2 separate regions of the Gossypium arboreum genome follow, and region 2 is linked to region 1. The links are chromatin contacts, called in public Hi-C maps. All regions are on one chromosome and are shown on one strand. The core of a region is the stretch at or near the end of the contact, and the rest is flanking DNA. Distances in the headings are between cores, read along the strand shown. Region 1 holds the start of LOC108454871. Region 2 holds the start of LOC108467926 (sec-independent protein translocase protein TATB, chloroplastic).

Evidence for each region. Hi-C and Micro-C count contacts between places; a contact is called where the count stands out from the background.
Region 2: a contact with region 1 is called in a Hi-C map of leaf, with 2.9 times the contacts expected there. The contact joins the promoter of LOC108467926 here to the promoter of LOC108454871 in region 1. A contact is called at or near these places in 2 of 5 Hi-C or Micro-C datasets (both in leaf).

The regions. Positions count from the first base shown.
Region 1 is chr9:32,757,684-32,764,023 of ASM2569848v2, forward strand. It overlaps LOC108454871, which reads left to right and starts at 2,484. Exons shown (of 1, transcript XM_017753473.2): 1 at 2,484-3,937. The coding sequence starts at 2,729. The coding sequence ends at 3,556.
Region 2 is chr9:33,120,322-33,126,661 of ASM2569848v2, forward strand. LOC108467926 (sec-independent protein translocase protein TATB, chloroplastic) reads right to left here and starts at 3,119. Exons shown (of 6, transcript XM_017768756.2): 1 at 2,624-3,119; 2 at 2,412-2,533; 3 at 668-727; 4 at 409-577; 5 at 13-159. The coding sequence starts at 2,843.

The DNA.
Region 1 (6,340 bases), core at 1,234-3,733:
TTATCTTAATAGTATTTTATTAATTTAATATTAAAGTGATTATCTTAATATTAAATTTAATTTAATATTTATCTTGTAGATAAATATTCTATCAATTTAATGAGATTTAATATTAAATTTAATCTAATATTTACCTTGATAAGTATTATATTAAAGTGGTTAAGTTTAATCATAGTTGAACTCTCTAAACTCTTCCTATATAAGAGAGCATTGGGACATTTTTTTCACGTACATGAGTTAAAAACAAAGTTGTAGAGAACAATTTCTAAATAAATTATTTCAAAAGATTTCTAGAGATATTTTTCTTATTTACAACTTGACCTAGAAATTTAGAAAAATGCAAAATTACCCCACTGGTAATTTTGTGGAAAATTTTCTGATTCGAAATGAGCCCACACTTAAGGGCGAGCAAAACTCGATTCGATTCAAAAAAATAAAAAAAATGAATTTCAAATTAATCGAATCGAGTTATTCGAATTATTTGAGTCAACTCGAATAACTCGATTCTAGTTTCGAGTTTGAGTAGAGTTGAATCTCACAATTCGAATAACTCTGATAAACAAATTGGTGTAAATACCTATTGGTTCCTATCAACTTTGAAAAGAAGCAAATTGGTCTCTCTCAACAAAAATTATAAAAAATCAAAATAATTTTAAAATTAAAAACATTGATAAAATTTTCAAATTTTATATTTTTAAAATAAATTCTAAAATATATATAATTTAAATTTTTAAAAATATTCTAAAATAATAATTTTGGGACTTAATTAATGATTCAAATTTATCATAATCAAGGTTTTTTTTTTGCTTTGATTTTTTCAAATATATATGGTTTCAAATTTATGTGCTCTAACATGGAATTAGCTTTATTTTAATAATGTTTTTATTTGACATGTTTAAATTTTTTTATTTAACTCGAACAATTTCACTCAATTTGACTCGACTCAATTCGAAAAAAAATCAAATTGAGTTAGGAAGATAAAATATGACTTGTGAACTCAATTAACTCGAAATTTTTTTATTCGATTCGATCGAATGCTCATCCCTACCTACATTGACAAACATGAGCTTGAGGATAGTAGATAAGACTATTCAGTCGAAGCGTTCATCCTAGACCAATCAAAGATGTACAATTTTAATTAAGTATTTATTACTTTAGATACCATAACTAAGTTCTAGTTTTAGAAAAAAAAAATTTAAGACTCTAATTTTTCCTTAAAACTTATTTTTCATCGCATTTTCCAAACTTGTTTTTCTAACAAAAGGAACTATACAAACTTAAGTTGAGTCAATTGTTGCTATATGGATGCTACCCCTAAAATGGAAAATTGTCCATTTAGACCCTTTAGAAAATTTAAAACTTTAAATTATTAAAGGTAAAATTACACTTTAACCCCTTAAAATAATAAATTTTTATTTAATTCTTTAAAAATTATAAAGATATAGGCTATTAAAATTAAAAGTTAATTTCGGCTCCATAAAAAAAATTTCTGGCTTCGAGAATACATGTACCCGTGCATGGAATAAATAAATTGTACGCTGAGTAATAGGGCTCAATGGTACTTTCATGATTCAAGATAATATAACTCAATGGTTCTTTTGTTGGTCAAATTGCACTTTAGTCCTCATACTTTTTAAAATTTGAGATTTGATTTTTTTTTTTGTCATACTTCCAACTTTACAACTCTTTTCACGTAATTGCCCTTCTCCAATATCAAATTCCTTTTCTAAAATTTTATATTTGAGTCGTTCCATAAAATTTTCTCATAATTTTCTTGATATTCAAACCCAAATTTTTACCATGTGTTATATTGAAAATGTCAAGATATTATATATATATATATATATATATATGCGTAGTGGGGTTAGGGTCTTGGGTTTCTTTTGGACTGTTGGGTATTGTTGGGCAAAAAATCTCTAAGCCAAATAGCCACAAAGTGAATCGATTTGGGTGGCAAAGATTCTTCCCCAAATCGACAATTTTAGCTACGATTTGACAAAATTCTTTGCCCTAAACCTATGTTTAAATAGTAAAAAGTGGCACACGTTTCCCAAAGTTCCAAATCAATATGATTTGTAGTGATTTGGGCCTCACAGTTTGGTGTTCCACCCAAATTGCCACAAAAAAATTGTCAATTTGGGCCTATAGCGTGTGCAATTTTTATGATTTAAAACATATCATTTTGATAAAAAATTTCCAATCCATGTCAATTTGAAAAAAAAGTAATAAATTAATATAATTTTAATAAAAATCCTTAAAGGTAAATTGTTAATAATGTTGGGATGTGTTATTACCAAAAAGAATTAAATTATAGGGGTGTGTTTGTCATTTTTTAACTATAATTAATGTAGAAGATCATGAAGGATATGTACATGCTCCATGTTTGGTAATAATATTTGTCATTGTGCAATTCAAAGTCGGCACCTGTCTCTCTTTAAAAGTCACATTTAAGCAATTAAGGATACCCAGCTACACCACCTCTTGTTAATCCCTCCCCCAGTCTCACCCTTTGTTTAGACCATAATGTCCATGTCCTTCTCTAAGTATTCCCTTCCCCAGTTCCCACTCCCCATATAGATTAAAAGGTCAATCTGGTGATTACGTTTAATGTCAAAAAAACCTCTTTCCTAGAACCTATATATACTGGAGTCGTCACCTTGTTTGGTCATACTCCAAAACCAAACCAGATCCTTTTTACTTATTTCCACCTTGATTAAGAAGCATATTAATGGCCTCTCCCCGTGAAATAGAGGTGACCCTCTCCTCCGCCAAAGATCTCAAAAACGTCAATTGGCGTCACGGTCCAATCAGGCCGTACGTCGTCTTGTGGGTGGACCCAAAGAACAAGTGTTCCACCAAAGTCGATGAGGAGGGTGACACTAGTCCCATATGGGACGAAACTCTGGTCATCCCTCTCCCTGCTGGTCCCGTCGACGACGACACCATTCTCTTCATCGACGTCGTCCACGTCGGTTCCGAGGAGCACACCAAACCACTCATTGGCTCAGGTAAGATCAAGCTCCGAAAAGTCCTTGATAAGGCCGGCTTCGAAGTAAGCCACGAGAAAACGCTCAAGCTGAAGCGACCCTCTGGGAGACCCCAAGGAAAAGTTGACGTTAGAGTTTTGACCAGAGAGCCACGCTATCATGATCCCGATCCGTACCGTGCACCACCCTACGGGGTCCCAGCACCGGATTCAAGAGCCTACCCAGGAGCTCCGCAAACTTATGGTTATCCTTACCCATACGCTCACCCGCCACAGCCACAAAGTCCTTACTATGCAGCCCCAGCTTCTGGGTATCCCTACAGTGCGTACAATTACAATGCTCGGCCGGCGTACGGTGAAGGAAGTGGTGGGTACTATGGGCAAGTGGAGAAGAAGAAGAGTAAGTTCGGAGGGATGGGGACAGGATTGGCTGTGGGTGCGGTTGCAGGGGCTTTGGGTGGACTGGCATTAGCGGAGGGCGTGGATGCGCTGGAGGATCATTTCGAAGATGAAGTGGCGGAGAAGGTTGAAGATGATCTTGGATATGATGATGGTGGCGATGATTTCTAATTCTCGAGACAAGATGAATAATCCTATATTACTAAGTCAGTCAATACAACAAGACAATTGCCATTAGCCAAACGTGATTTTGTTTTAAATGGTGGTGCTCTTTGGAGTTGAAGGGAGATTGTAATAGTTGTTGTTGTTTTTGCTGGTGAAGGCCATAAGCATCGGCTTCTATGTAGTGGGAAATAAAAACCTTTTTGTCAGGTATCCAATGCCCTACCGGCAACTTATTCTTATGCGTTGGAATAGGTGTGCTATTACAGTTGCTATCCCTCTCAAGGGAGAATGAGTCAAAATTTCACCCCTTATTTATTAAAACAAATCCTTAGTATTTTCTTTTCAAAAACAAAAAAAAATAAAATCCTTAGTATTTTATTTTTTAAAGCTCAGACCTTTAAAAATTTTGTAGGATTTAGAGTTATATTTTAAAAATTTTAAATATACATTTTATTGTATTAAGATAAAATTTATAAAAAAAATTAATTATTTAAAGTATACTAATTTTTAAAATTATTAGTATCAGTTAAGTGATCAACCCATTAGCATATATTCAGAATTGCAAAGTCATATATTCGTAACTGATAATAAAATTTGAATCATTGCTCCCAGATTCTTCTTGCTGTTTGCAAGTTGTTTTACAAGGTGGTGTATGAGGTAAAAGATTGCTTGAAAGGTGAGTACAACAGGCAAAAGCCCAAAACCTAGTCGTCCTCCTCATCTTTTCGATGCCATAAGAAACCACGCCAGTAATTAGATAAATTAAAAATATAACCAAACTTTACATCAAACAACTCCTTTCTGAATATATATTCTTAAAAAAAATGAAGAAAAGCAATTATATATGACAATTTGATTGCATTTTTAACTTTAATGAAAGTAGATATGATGTGGAACCCAACTCGTAAGAGTTACACTTGGAAGTTGGTTTAACAATATGGATTTTTCCGAAAATTAAGAAGGAATAAAATATGATTTAAAATAAAGAATATAGAATAAAGGAACTAAAGGATAAAATTCGCCCTACCAAACTCAAACTTTAGATAGTTTATACCATCCTCTAAATTATTTGAAAAATCTAGCAAACCAGATTAAAGGGAAAGAAAATTTGAATATTTACATGGGCAATATGTGTGACATCCCAATTTAGGGTCTAGTGAGAACAGTGATTTCGAAACTATAAATTCGACGTAATAAAATTTATTTTTATTATATTTTTATGGTCTACGATTTCATAAAATGATTTCGTGAAAATTTCGTTTGAAAATTTTGACGTTTGGGCACTCAATTTAGTCAAAAGGACTAAATCATAAAAAATGCAAAAGTTGAGTTCCACATGCTAGAGGTCTCCAATTGTTATGAAATTTTAAATTAGAGGTCCTTATATGGTAATTAGACCATTGGTTAAATTGGTGGAAAAAAATGAACATCGTTAGACATGTTTCCAAAGTTTTTCATTAAGGGAATTTTGGTTATTTAGTTATTAAAATGAATTAAAAACAAAATTAAAAGTCAATTTTTGTCCATCTTCAACCTCTTGGCTGAAACTTGCATAGAGAAACCATGTCTAGGGTTTTTCAAGCTTTCAAGCTCGATTGTAAGTCCGTTCTAGTCCTGTTTTTAATGATTTTTACGTTTTTATAATCCTCATAACAAGATCTATCTATTTCTACCATTTATTTGAGCTAGGGTTGATGTTTAAAAATTTACCCATGTGTTACATGTGTGTATTTTGATTTTTTTAAGGGAGGAATATGAATGTTTGTTGTGTGTTAAATAACTTTTACTAAGTAGTTTTCGGTGAAAACGCTAAAAAGGACTAATTTATAAAAGTTATAAAATTTGTCATAAAAAGTATGATTTAGTGGAAATTGTGGGCTGTTATAGTTATGAAATGATTCGACTAGGCTTAAAGTGCAAAGAAATTGAATAAAATTCATTTTACGAGCCTAAGGGAAAAAGTGTAAATATGACAAAGTTTAGGAGCAAAAATGTAATTTTTTCATAGTATGATTTTTAGATCACATTGACTAATGTGACTAATAAATAGGCTAAACGTGATATTATAGATCAAAGAAAACGAGATTCGGACCTAGAACGGGGGAAAACGAGAAATTGACAGTTAAGTCTCTTTTGCCATTTTGGTTTCAAGGTAAGTTCATGCGTAAATAATGCAACCTTATGTTATGTATTTAATATTTCGATATTGCATGAATTGTATACATTTTTTTATGAAATTGATTAATGACAATTTTGACGAAGTTTCGAGAAATGGGAAATCCAGATTTAACCTCAAGAGTATAATACAAATGTCATGATATTAGGGCTACCGAGATTCCGAATAAGGCCAAATCTGGGATATGAAATCGGTATGTGATTTCGTATAAGACCATGTCAGGGACATGGCGTCAATATGATATTTCATGAAAGATCATATCCGGGATATGGCATTGATACGATACTATAGGTATGAAAACCCCGAGCATCCTTAGTATTCCAATGTGGTTCAACGGGTAAGTCAAAGATGAGTATGAGAATGAAATTACTTCGAGTAAACAGGCATGTACGTAAGCCTATAATTGTAAATTCATGATTATTGTGGAAATAATTATTTATTACCCATTGTGATTGATAGTGCACATACTTGTGCTGTTAGATATAAGATAAATATAAATGATGATTATGTGTTAGGCTGTTGGGCCAAATTGAGATGTGATCTAATATGCTTATGTGCTTGAATTGTATTTTCAACGGGTATGTTAAGATTGAGAAAGTATGTGACCATATTTC
Region 2 (6,340 bases), core at 1,869-4,368, 360 kb after region 1:
AGAAGAACCAACCTTCATGTTGATTTTGGGATCCTAACTCGGTCTCGCTGGGAGAGGCGGTCTGGTCCTGCTGTTTGGATGCTGAAGCTTTTAGCTGTTCTTCTGTGATCTTTAAGTATTCTTCACTAGTATATGCTGCTTTTATGGATTGAGCACCATCTGCAGTAAAGCGACAGAATTTGCATGCTTCTTAAATTTCATTGGAATACACAAGGGGAATGGGATAAGGAATAAGGAAAGTTCCTACCACTAAGCCATAAAAAGCAGGATCAAACGCTATGCAGTAGCATTTAGTGCATGTTTCAGGGTAAGAGATCATAATAACGTAAGTGAGATTCAAAGGAAAAATCTTATAAGACAATTTCATGCCACTAATTAGCCGAAAATATAAGAATATTAAGCGCTTACCCGGGTCAGCATCACTACCAGTTTCCTCAGCACTGGTAACTGGTGAAGGTGTTAGGGGAGCATTACTTAGATAGGGACTGTTCCTATTCAGTGTATTTTGTGTTGAACTCGGCATTTCATCAAGACCAATCTCCCTTTCAAGGGTGCTCTTGAATTCCCTCGAAACTTCCTTCACAGACGATATAAAGGCGAAGAGTTCAGAAGGACAGAGTTATTACATGGTAAAGATATGAGTAAAACCAAAGGGTTCAGGCCCTACCTGAAGTTCTCTAATGGTGGGTTGAAACGCACGCAATGTTTTCCCCAGATTCCTAGCAACCTGCACTTTAATATGCCATTTGAGAGGCTGAGAGGATTTAACTTAAACAGAATATGATCCTAACTATAAAGGTTCTGTTTGATCATTTGATCAACATATTTAAAACTTGGTTTTCGCTTCCTCAAAAATTTCTACAGAATAATATATGAATGGTAAAAAGCATAATTGTATTCAACTAAAAAACGAATAAGCAGATCAATTGTGACAAAATTTAAACATAATTATCTTACATAAAAGGACAGTGACATATTTTGTACGTGAAAGACTTTTCTATAATTTTTTATTATTTAAAATAAGTAGCAAAAGTAACAATATAATGCAGCCTAAACATTAGCGACCACATTTTGCTAAACAGTGAGAATAGTCATTTATGGAAGGCATCAAAATGTCTGCCATGCACTTGTAAATAAATTCTTGATAAGTTCATAAGTATCACAATGCAGCTACTTTGTAAAGAATCAAAGCATCCAAGCACTTATATGTTTTATTTTAATGCCTTTATGGTACATCAGACATCATGGATACAGCATATTTAATAATTGATTATCAGACCTTATCACAATACCTAAGGAAATATTCTTTTAACTCTCCAGTCCTCACAAGTTAGATTCTTCTTGTCATATCGAGCCATTTAGTAAAATGTCAAGAGGGATCTGAGGTAAAAGACACAACACTTATTCTTAAAGATCTGGATCACTAAATACATCAAGGCATCATTAGAATGAGCCCTGAAAGGATAGGGGAGCTTAAGAGTTTAAAATAGGGTAATACAATGGAATGAATTGGACTTAAATGACAACAATGTTTCTGCATCAAGGGAAAAAAAATCATTATCTTGTCAAACAACACTACATTAATGCCTCGCTTGGTTACTAGTCTTATATATGAGGAAAATGCTTATTTATTACAGATGTAGTACAATAGTTAGATATAAACTAAAGAATAGTTAGTGCAATTTTAAACTTGAAATTAGAAAGGTGAGTAAAAACTGATAAAAAATAAGATTTCTTCAAAATAAGCGAAAAATTTTCCTTCTCTTTACCAAAATTAAGTCATGGGAATGGCTAAATATTACCAATTGAATTAAGTTATTGTTCACTCATATACTAAAAGAAGCTTAAAAACGAATAAAATAAGATTTCATCTCAATAAAAGGATTCTTTCTATATTTCATCTCAATAAAAGGATTCTTTCTATCATCTAAGATTATAATTTAAACCAACATTTCAATTCTTATATAAGACAAGAAACCATATCAATTTCAGTTTCAAGCAAAGCTAAGTATTGTCTATAAAATCCAACACTAAACCAGCAATAATTTTTCAGTTTCAACAATTTATCATACCAACTTCCCAGGCACTCCTTAGAAATTCTACCAATTTTTTTTGCTTCTTGTTGCTTAATTCATATTTGAAGCGTTGAATAGAGATTAATATTTTAAAATAGTTGCCACAAAGCCTACGTTTCCAAAGCTTAGGACCTATCTAAATCCAATACCCGCATAAAATTAGAAACTTGAACTGTACAAAGACATACATTACAAACATATGATAGACACAAACAGCCTGGAAAATCATCAAATGTTACAAACCATAAAAGGAGCAAGTGACAGGTTGGTGCTTATAATTGAAACAACATGCAAATGAGAATGACTTGTCCCTTAGCATATAAAGGCAGAACATACCTCAGCCAGACCCTTGGGACCAAACACCAACAAAGCAACTACCCCAATAACCAGAGCCTCAGGAGCTCCAACGCCAAACAAAGATGCATGCACCACCCTTCCTTTACATTTTCCTTTTTTTTCTGAAATTCAATAATCAAAATAAATGAATTGCATAGACAGCTTAAAAAGAGGAACCCAGACCAAAATAAAAAATAAAATAAAAAAGATACCTAATTTAAGAGATTTTGGTGAGATTGAAATGCCCAGATGCTTTAGACCACTCCATTGAGAAAAAAAGGATGGACCCAACTGAGGAAACCACGTGGAGAAACGGAAAGGAAAGGATTTGCGATGTGAAACTAAAGGAGAGAAGGAGAAAGTAGTGGACTTGGAGCTAACGGAAGGTGTGAATAAGAATGCGGAAGTTGAGACGGCCATAATTGTGGTCATTTGAAGAGATAGATAATTTTAGTGAGTTTAAGGAGAGCTTAGATTTTTCCGAGCATAGACATGGAATTGGGAGGGGACACCAAACCAAAGGTTATCTTGAAATGGGAAGATGTCTAAAAATGCAATATGTGGAAAATGATGGTCGAGGAGATTACGATACCAACATTACAGAGAAGCTTACTTTTGGAGCTCACTTGATCCGGATTCTGGAGATCTTATTGTAGGCTGAAATGGCCATTTCAATGTGGGTCGACACCTGACTCTCATGATCAGCCATCACCAAGTTCTGGGCTTGATTTGGGTAGTCAAATGCTGGCACATCATGTTTAAGATAGCCCAATTTTTTAGGGCTTCCCCACAATGTTTGATAAAAATGAGTTGCGTTCAGGTTTTTTTCTTCAATAACCTTTACCCTGAATTAATTGGTAATATTTTCAATCCGATTCTTATACTTTCTTTTTCTTTTTCATATTAATCTTACAAATAATATTTGATACACCGATGCCTACAAGTTTTATGTATCATCAATAAATAATAATATTATACCTCATTATTAAATAAAAAAAAGAGTGAATGACTTATAAATAATGTTGTGATTTTTTTAAAATTATTAAATAAATATAAAGATATAAAATTTTATTAAAATTTTATAAAAATAAATTTTATATAATTTTTTACTAAAGATAGATGTACAAAATGAACTTGAATAAATTGGGGCCAAAATTTATCTAAATTTGGAAATTTATTCTAAACGTATTTTAGCAACTACACGTGTATTCTAAAGTAAGTCTAAAAAAGTTTTCAGTTTTTATATTTTTGAATTTTGAATTTTGATGGGATGAACCTAGACTTGCATATGTCCAGGTTTATTTTAGATATGCATTTTAATTTTTTTTACCTTTTTAAATATGAATATACGATAATATATAATATAAATTATTAATTATATCAAATCATAGATTATAGGATTAGAAGTTTGTTAAGCCTAATTTCTGCCCGGGCTCAATCAAACCAACCCAAATTAAACACTCCACTAAACCAACCATTAACTCCATCACCCTACTAAACCATCCACTACCTCCATCACCCCCACACCCTACTAAACCATCCACTACCTCCATCACCCCCACTAACTCTATCACCCTACTTGTTATAAGTTGTAAAATTTGGCTATAAAAGCCATGGAAAAACTATTGTAAGAGGGGGAATTTTTTAGAGAATACACATACGAAATCAAAGAGAATACAAATTAGATTTTTAAGGTAACTTTTTATATTATTCAATTTTGTTTACTTTGGCGTTCACATTTTTTCTTTACACAAATGAAATAAGGGAAAAGAGAAGGAGTTTACCTCTAATTTTATTTCCTTTCTGATTTGGCCTCAAAGTTTCACTTTTAATTCAATTTAACCTCTTTTTTATTTTTGTTATTTTACTGTTAAATTAATTTATTTGAGCTTTATTCTCATTATTTTTATATTTGTTTTTATTATTTTCTATTAATTTAATTAATTTGAGTTATGTTTCATATTATTATATTATTTATTTATTATTATATATTTATTATGTAAATATATATATTTTTAAGCGAAGTTAATTATTTTAAATATAAATTTCTATTATACATAGACTTATTATATTATTTTTTATACCATTGTTTATTATCGGTTACCATTTTTATATCAAATTATTATTATTTACTATTTCTCACTATTACTAATTTAACATTGTTATTCCATTTTTTTTACTATTATCCCCATATTTAATGTTATCACAACATATTTTTTTATTATCATCATGTTTTTAATATTATTATTAATACTATTAGCACAATGTTTATTACATTATTGTATCACTACAGAAAATAGGGCTTTAGCGGCGTTTTATCAGAAAACGCCGCAAAAATTGTAAAACACAAAGCAATAGCGGAAACGCCGCTAAAAACTGAGCAATAGCGACGTTTTTTTGTTAAAACACCGCTAAAAACAGAGAAATAGCGGCGCTTTTGGTAAAACGCCGCTAAAAGATAGAGCATTAGCGGCGCTTTTGGTAAAACGCCGCTAAAAGACAGAGCATTAGCGGCGCTTTTGGTAAAGCGCCGCTAAAAGTCATATAACTCTTAAAATCTTAAACCCAAAAAAATCATAAGCACTACTTTATAACCCCTAAAATAGTAAATCCCTAAATCCTAACAAACCCTAAACACTAAACTATAACCCCTAAAACCCTAAACGCCGCAATAGGTGCATTTTTAGCGGCGCTAGGTTATAAACGCCGCTAATGTTAAATTATTTTGTTCAAAACTTCGTCGTTCAGCTGTCTTTTTTTTTTACCCACACCTGATACACTTAACATTTTCTCCATTTTTCCCCAGTTCTATTTCCCCCTTCTTCTTCATCCTAAATCCCTAAAGTATTATCACCTATTCCCAAATTCGACATCAATCCCTAACGAATTTAATAATAATAAAAAGTAATTTTAACAATTAAACTTAAATTCAGAAATTTGAAACATAGAGGAATTAAATTCTTAAGAATAGAAATATAATGACTAAATTTTAATTTTACTGAAAAGTACAAATACTTATCTCATATTTTAGCTTTTACAGATTAAGTGGTTTAGTATTCAATTTGTTAAAGTATGTTAAGAGAATTACTTTTTCTTTTTAAGATTTAACACTCCTATGCGAGAAGATATTATTTAACTCGATATTAATTAAAAGTTTATATAAAAATTAATTTAAAAGTCTATATAAAATTTAATTGTTATTTTGGTTATAATCATAAAGTTAATTGTGTTTCAATTTTATTATAGAAAATATTTGTTAAAAATGAAAAAATTAAAATACTATTATTTAAAATAATTTTAAAGTTTTTGGGTATATGACTTATTGTTTTTAATTTATATATTAAATAAATTCTTATATAATAGTAAAAGAGATAGTCTTAATTAATTTTAAAATATTGAATTAATTATCATTATAGTTTAAGATTTATGGCTTAGGGTATATGATTTAGGGTTTAAAATTTAAGAGTTACTATTTTAAGGTTTATGGATTATGGGTTTATGGATTATGGTTTATAGTTTATGGTTTAAGGGTTGGGGTTTAAGGTTTAGGTGTTAGGTGTTAGGGGTTAGGGGTTAGGGGTTATGGGTTATGGGTTTAAGGGTTATGTTATATGATTTAGGGTTTAGGGGATAAAAGTTATGGGTTTAGGTTTAGATTAGTTAATTAGTATTTTTAATTTATATATTAAATAATTTCTTATATATTCGTAAAAGAGATAATATTAAATTTAAGATATTAAAATTATGATTATAGTTTAATTTATTTAAGAGATAATAGATAAACTTTATATATATTTAGGATTTAACTTGACATTTGTTAAATGATGAAATTTTATGTAATCAATTAATGCTTTTATATTTAAAAATATTTAATCTAAACAATTTGATATATAAAATATATAAAAAATTCAAATTTTATCTAATTATTT